2 separate regions of the Vulpes vulpes genome follow, and region 2 is linked to region 1. Evidence: chromatin contacts called from public Hi-C data. All regions are on one chromosome and are shown on one strand. The core of a region is the stretch at or near the end of the contact, and the rest is flanking DNA. Distances in the headings are between cores, read along the strand shown. Region 1 holds the start of AGO2 (argonaute RISC catalytic component 2). Region 2 holds the start of TRAPPC9 (trafficking protein particle complex subunit 9).

The links. Hi-C and Micro-C count contacts between places; a contact is called where the count stands out from the background.
Region 2: a contact with region 1 is called in a Hi-C map of skeletal muscle, with 4 times the contacts expected there. The contact joins the promoter of TRAPPC9 here to the promoter of AGO2 in region 1. A contact is called at or near these places in 2 of 3 Hi-C or Micro-C datasets (both in skeletal muscle).

The regions. Positions count from the first base shown.
Region 1 is chr13:1,894,576-1,897,910 of VulVul3, forward strand. It overlaps AGO2 (argonaute RISC catalytic component 2), which reads left to right and starts at 1,737. Exons shown (of 19, transcript XM_072733816.1): 1 at 1,737-1,885. The coding sequence starts at 1,864.
Region 2 is chr13:2,053,023-2,056,153 of VulVul3, forward strand. TRAPPC9 (trafficking protein particle complex subunit 9) reads left to right here and starts at 1,708. Exons shown (of 22, transcript XM_072733818.1): 1 at 1,708-1,847. The coding sequence starts at 1,714.

The sequences.
Region 1 (3,335 bases), core at 487-2,986:
GCCTGTGGAAGGTGAAGTGGAAGATCCTGACCAAGCAGGCGGGGCCTGCACCCTGCAGGGCGTCGTGCACCAAGTTAAGGATTTCGGACCTGGGCAGATGGAACTGGAGAGCCCACGAAGGGCTTTGAACAAAGCTGGCACCCAATCAGGTTTGGGATCACGCAAAGGGGACTGCTGGGTGGGGAGCCGGCAAGGGTAGTTTGAGGGGCTTCTCAGGGGACCCAGGCCAGCTTGAGGGGTGGGGGTGGTCAGCAGAGGACCAGGGAGGGATGCATGAGCGCCTGGGGGCTGATGCCACGGCACCGACCCCATTCATATCAATGATGTGAAGATCCGTGTCCCTTTAAGTTTCTCTCTGGAGGAAACCATGGTTTTCTGGCATTTATTTAGGGATGTTCCTGAGACTTGCAAAGCCTGCTTAGGATGCTAAGCTCCTTGCAGGCAGGGCTCGTGGTCTTTGCATCACCCTGGCAGGAGGAGCACTCAGGTCCTCGCACCCAGTACGCAGGTAGCACACGTTTAAGGGTGAAGGAGAGCGCAGGCGGGTAGGTTACAGCGGCGACGAGCGAGTGTGGACTTCGCGTCACCTTGAGACTTGTAACCCCCATCAACGAGGGGTGTGGGGGGGGTAACCGCGGCCGGAGCCGGGCCCGGGTGGGGGCGAGGGACGGCCTCCCTGAGGCGGCGGGGAGCACGCGGCGGGGTCCCAGAGGCCCAGGGCGCGCCCGCCCTCCCGGCGGCTGGGCTGGGACCTCACGCAGCGCACACGCGCCCCGAACTCGCTGTTCAAGTCCTTTTACACGACGCGCTGGCTCCCGGCCGGGAGGTGGCGGTGTGGCCGTGCGCGGGCCCGCGCTGCAGCTCCAGCTCCAGCTCCAGCTCCAGCTCCAGCTCCAGCTCCAGCTCCAGCTCCAGCTCCAGCTCCGGGCCGGCGAGCTGCCCCGCGGGCGCCTTTCGGTTGTAACTTGAGAAACCAGGCGGCCGGGGGGGCCGGGGGGGCCGGGGGGGCCGGGGCCGGGGCGGCCACAGCTGGGCCGCGGGGGGGGCCGTGCGCCAACGCCCCCAGCCGGAGCGGGCGCCCCACGCGCGGAGGCGGCGCGGACACCAGGGGGGGCTTCTGCTCTTCCCTCCCGGCCTCTGGCGGCGATGCCCCGCGGGTCCCGCTCCGCCCAGGCGGGGAAGGCGGCGCCCCCGGAGCCGCTGGGAGGGGCCCGCCCCGCCCCCCGCCCCCCCGCGCCCCGCCTCCTCCGCGGTGGGGCCCCCGCGCCCCTGCCCCGCCCCTGCCCCGCCCCCACCTCCGCCTCCACCTCCCCGCGGGGCCCGCGCCCGCCCCCCCCGCCGGGCTCCCGGCCGCCAGCGCGCCGCCCCGCCCCCCTCCTCCCCTCCCTCCTCCGCTTCCTCTCCTCCCCTCCCCTCCGCTTCGCCCCTCCCTCCTCCCCTACCCGCCCCTCCCCTCCCTCCTCCCCTCCCTCCCCTCTCCGCCCCTCCCTCCCCTCTCCCTCCCCTCCCTCCTCCTCTCCCTCCCCTCCCTCCTCCTCTCCCTCCCCTCCCTCCTCCTCTCCCCTCCCCTTCGCCCCTCCCTCCTCCCCTCCCAGCTCCCCTCCGCCCCTCCCTCCCCTCTCCCTCCCCTCCCTCCTCCCTTCCTCTCCCGCTCGCCCCTCCCTCTCCCTCCCTCCCTCCCCCCCCCCCCCCCCGCCCGCCGCCTCCGCCCGCCGCCCCGGCCGCGTCGGGTAAACCTGTTTGGCGAGGCGGCCGCGCCGGGGCGGATCGTGCGGCCGGCGGCTCCCTCGCGGCTCGCGGCGTCGGGGCCCGTGGCGCGCGCGCGGCCGCCCCTCGGCCCCGGAGCCCCTCGGCGGCGCCACCATGTACTCGGGAGCCGGCCCCGGTGAGTCCTCGCGGGGGGCGCCGGCCCGGCCGCTCGCGCTCGGCCCCGCGTTGCCGGCGGCGGTTGGCGGGCGGGGGCGGGGGCGGGGGCGCGGGGGGCGCGGGCCTCGGGGGCGCGGGGGGCGCGGGGGGCGCGGGCGAGGCCGGGGCGCGGGGCCTGCGGGGCGGGCGGCGGCGGGGCCCGGGGCGGGGGAGCGGCCGTTCCTGGCCCACCGCGGGCGCGCAGCTCGGCCTCCCTCCGCGGCCCGGGCCTCGGCGCCCCCCGCCCCGCGCCCCGCGCCCCGCGCCCCGGGGGCCCCGCGGGTGGAGCCGGAGGCCGGGGCCGGGGCCGGGGCCGGGGCCGGGGCCGGGGCCGCGCGGCCCGCGTGTAGGCCCGAGGCCCGCGCCCGCCTCGCCCGCCGCCCGGCCCGGCCTCCCGCGCCCCGGCCTGCGCGCTGCGCCCCGGGGGTCGGCGGGGCCGGCGGGGCGGGGCGGGGCGGGGGTCGCGCCGGGTCGCGCCGGGCTCGGGGTGCGGGGGCCGGGGCGGGGGCGGGGGCGGGGGCCGGGCCGGGCTGCTGCGGAGCCAGCCGGAGCCCGGCGAGCCTGGGGCGCGCTCAGTTTCGTTTGTGTCGCCGCCAGCACTTCTGCGGCCCCTTCTCCGAGGAACGTCTGGGAGGGCCGAGTCCGGGCCGGTCCCCGCGGGCCGCGAGCACCGTAGCCCGAGGGCGGCGGGAGGCCGCGCGCTCCTCTCCGCGCGGGACACGCCGGCGGCGTCTTCCAGCGCTAATCGCCTTTCACGAGTTACTAGAAGCGGCCGAGGAGGAGCGTCGGCTCCCTGGGCTCCCCTGCTCCCCGGCCGCGCTCTTTCTTTGCAAAAGTTCTAAAAAACTTAAAGGAGTAGCACGTCCCCCCCCCTGTTTTCCGCACACCGTGGAAGGGCAGCCGGGTGCTGGGCCAAGGAAACAGCCAAGTGTTGTGAAGCTTTTCTCCTTCTCCCGCCAGGCACGTGGCTCCTAAATTTCCCGGCTGGGCCTGCCACTTGGCCGGGGCATCGCCCGTCCCCTTTGTCTGCCAGGCCCCGGCCGCTGCAGGCTCTGGGGCTGCAGGCTTGCTCGGGGCCCCTTGCTGGGTGCGCTCCCGGGCCTGACCCTCCGCAGCCGCACGCTGATGGGGCCCTGGCGGCTCCCGCCCAGACGTGCTCCCCATCGGGGGTCTGGAAGTCCCCCCTCGATCCACTCAGGCCCCTTGACGCCGTGGGCCCTGGCTGCTGTGTCTGTCCACCAACGCTTCTATGCCTTGTGAATTCTGAGTGTCTTCCCCCACCCCCACCCCATGTCACTTAATCTAAAAGCTTCTCCAAGGCCAAGTCCCATCAACTTTTAAGCCTCTCCAGACTCTGGGCAGCTTGATTGAGGAATGGTTTTAATCCTGCATCTGGGAGGTTCCTCAGGCCTGGTGGGGAAGGGCCCTGG
Region 2 (3,131 bases), core at 458-2,957, 160 kb after region 1:
TGGCCTAAAGCAAACCTGATGGCTCAGATTTTTCGTGGCTGCTGTATTTGCTGAAGGTATGATTCTTGTCTTCCATTACATTAATTCTTCTTCTTATTTATTTTTATTTATTTATCCATGAGACAGAGAGAGAGAGAGAGAGAGAGAGAGAGAGACATAGGCAGAGGGAGAAGCAGGCTCCATGCAGGGAGCCCGACACTGGACTGGATTCCGGGTCCCCAGGATCAGGCCCTGGGCCCAAGGTGGTGCTAAACCACTGAGCCACCTGGGCTGCCCTAATTATTATTTTTTAAGTAGCTTCCATGCTCAATGTGGAGACCCTGAGAGCAAGAGGTGCATACTTTACTGACCCAGCCAGCCAGGCACCCCTAAAAACATTTTTTATTTGAAAAAAAAATACAGGGATCCCTGGGTGGCACAGCGGTTTGGCGCTTGTCTTTGGCCCAGGGCGCGATCCTGGAGACCCGGGATCGAATCCCACATCGGGCTCCCGGTGCATGGAGCCTGCTTCTCCCTCTGCCTGTGTCTCTGCCTCTCTCTCTCTCTCTGTGTGACTATCATAAATAAATAAATAAATAAATAAATAAATAAATAAATAAATAAATAAAAGTTTATAAAAAAAAGAAAAAAAATACACACACACAAAAAAAAAAAAAAAAAAAAAAAAAAAAAAAAAAAGAAAAGAAAAGAAAAGAAAAAGAAAAAGAAAAAAGAAAAAGAAATACAGGGCAGCCCCGGTGGCCAAGCGGTTTGACGCCACCTTGGGCCTGGGATGTGATCCTGGAGACCCAAGATCGAGTCCCACGTCGTGCTCCCTGCATGGAGCCTGCTTCTCTCCCTCTCCCTGTGTCTCTGCCTCTCTCTGTCATGAATAAATAAAATCTTAAAAAAGAAATACATGCATGTGGTAAAACATGCAGACAGAACACAAAGACACACCCGGCAAAGAGCATCTCCCTCCACCATCCTGTTCTCTCCACCTTTTCTGGAGATGACCCTGTTACCAACAGTCTTGTGCATCTTTCCAAACGTGCCCTCGGGGAGGTGTGTAGATTCCATTTTGTGTATTCATTTTTAACAAATACACATTTTGTGCATTCATTTTTAACAATGACGAAGTTTACTTTTAAAGATTTCATTTATTTATTGAGACACACAGAGGGAGAGAGAGAGAGAGAGAGAGGCAGAAACACAGGCAGGCCCAGTGCAGGGAGCCCGACGTGGGACTTGATTCCGGGCCTGGGACTCGATCCCAGATCTCCAGGATCACGCCCCGGGCTGAGGGCGGCGCTAAGCCGCTGAGCCACCCGGGCCGCCCCCCAAAGGTGAAGTTTAAATCCCGCAGTGGCTTCTGCCCCGGGGAACAGCAGGCGGCTGGGGCCCCGCAGGCTGGGGGTGGCTGCACCCACGGGAGGACCCTCCCGCGCATGGAGCACGCCCGGGGCCCGCCTGGCCTGCACGAGGGCCACGAACTCAGCCGGCGGGCGGTTCTGAGCCTCAGGACCACGGCTGAGGCTGCTCGGTCTTCGCCGGGGGCTGCGGGGTGCAGGGTGCAGGGTGCGGGGGCGGCGGCCCGGGACACCCCCACTGCCCCCCGACCGCAGAGGGGCTGAAATTTGAGCCGCGCGCCTCCAGGCCCCTCCCCCGCCCCGCCTTCCCCCGCGATCGCCCGCAAAACCCGGAGCGGAGCGCCGGCCCGGCCCGGCCCCGAGCATGCGCAGGAGGGTGCCGGCGCGGCCGCCGGTCGGAAGCGCCAGCTCCGAGCAGGGGGAGCGGCCGCCCGGGCTGCTCGGCCCCGCCGCCCCTCCGGCCGTTGGCTCCCGCTCCGGGCCCGGGCCGCCGGCTGTGTAAGTGCGAGGTGGGGGGCTCGGGGCCGGGGGCCTGCGGGCTGCGGGGGGCGCTGCTCGCGCGTGGCGGCGCGTCAGCCCGCACCTGCGGGGCCGGGGTCCGCCTCGCACCTGCCCGCGCCGCGCCGCACCTGCGCCCTGGGGCCCGGCCCTGCTCCCCGCCCCTCCCCCTCCCCGGGCCGCGCGGGGTCGCGTGGGGTCGCGTGGGGTCGCGCGACCCCCGGCGGGCGCGGGTCTCCCCGCGGGGGCGGCCCGGGGCGAGCGTCCCGTCCGCGTCCTCGCCGCCCCCGCGGGGAGCCCCGGGGTCCCCTGCCGCGCCCCGCCCCCCCGCGCCCTGGGGGCTGCAGGTGGGCTCCCCCGGAAATGCCCCCCGCCCGCGCTTTGCAGGCTCCCGGAGGGTGCCCGTGGAGTTCCCGTGTTTGTATAGACCCAGGGATCAAAATGTTGCAAGCTGGGCTGCTCTAGCGCGGGAGGAGCTGAAGGCAGGGGCCGAGACGTCTGCACCCCCCCCCCAGCTGAAACTGGTCACTGTCAATTTTTTTGTTTTTTAAGATTTTATTTATTTATTCATGAGACAGAGAGAGGCCGAGACCCAGGCAGAGGGAGAAGCAGGCTCCATGCAGGGAGCCCGACGCTGGACTCGATCCCAGGACCCCGGGGTCACGCCCTGGGCCGGAGGCAGGTGCCGAACCCGCTGAGCCACCCGCCGATCCCCGCTGTCAATTTTTGAGCAATAGTTGCAGCCACTTCCTCGTCCAGCCCAGCTAGTGTCTGTGAACATGAGAACAGCAGCACCCCCACCCCAGGCGTGATGTGGCCCCACCCCCCTCCCCGAAGATTGGCTTGTTAACTAAGGATCTCTCGCAAGGTTATGTTGGTTCTGAAATTGTGTGGCAGAAGGAAAAACGATCGTTCAAGGAATATTTTAAAAAGTAACTGCTGTTGATGCCTGGGTGGCTCAGAGATTGAGCCTCTGCCTTGGGCCCAGGGCATGACCCTGGACACCCGGGATCGAGTCCCGGCCTGGGCCTCCCTGCAGGGAGCCTGCTTCTCCCTCTGCCTGGGTCTCTGCCTCTCTCTGTGTCTCTCACAAATGAATAAATAAAATCTTAAAAGAAAAAAAAAAAGAACTTTAAAAAAAATAATAACTGGTTGATGGAGATATGGTTCCTGTATTACAAAACCCACCCATGTGGAGCGGACAGTGCTGTGGTTTTAGTATATTCACTGCCGAGCAGCCATCACGGTCCCAGAACATTTTTATCACTCCAGGAAGAAAGTCCA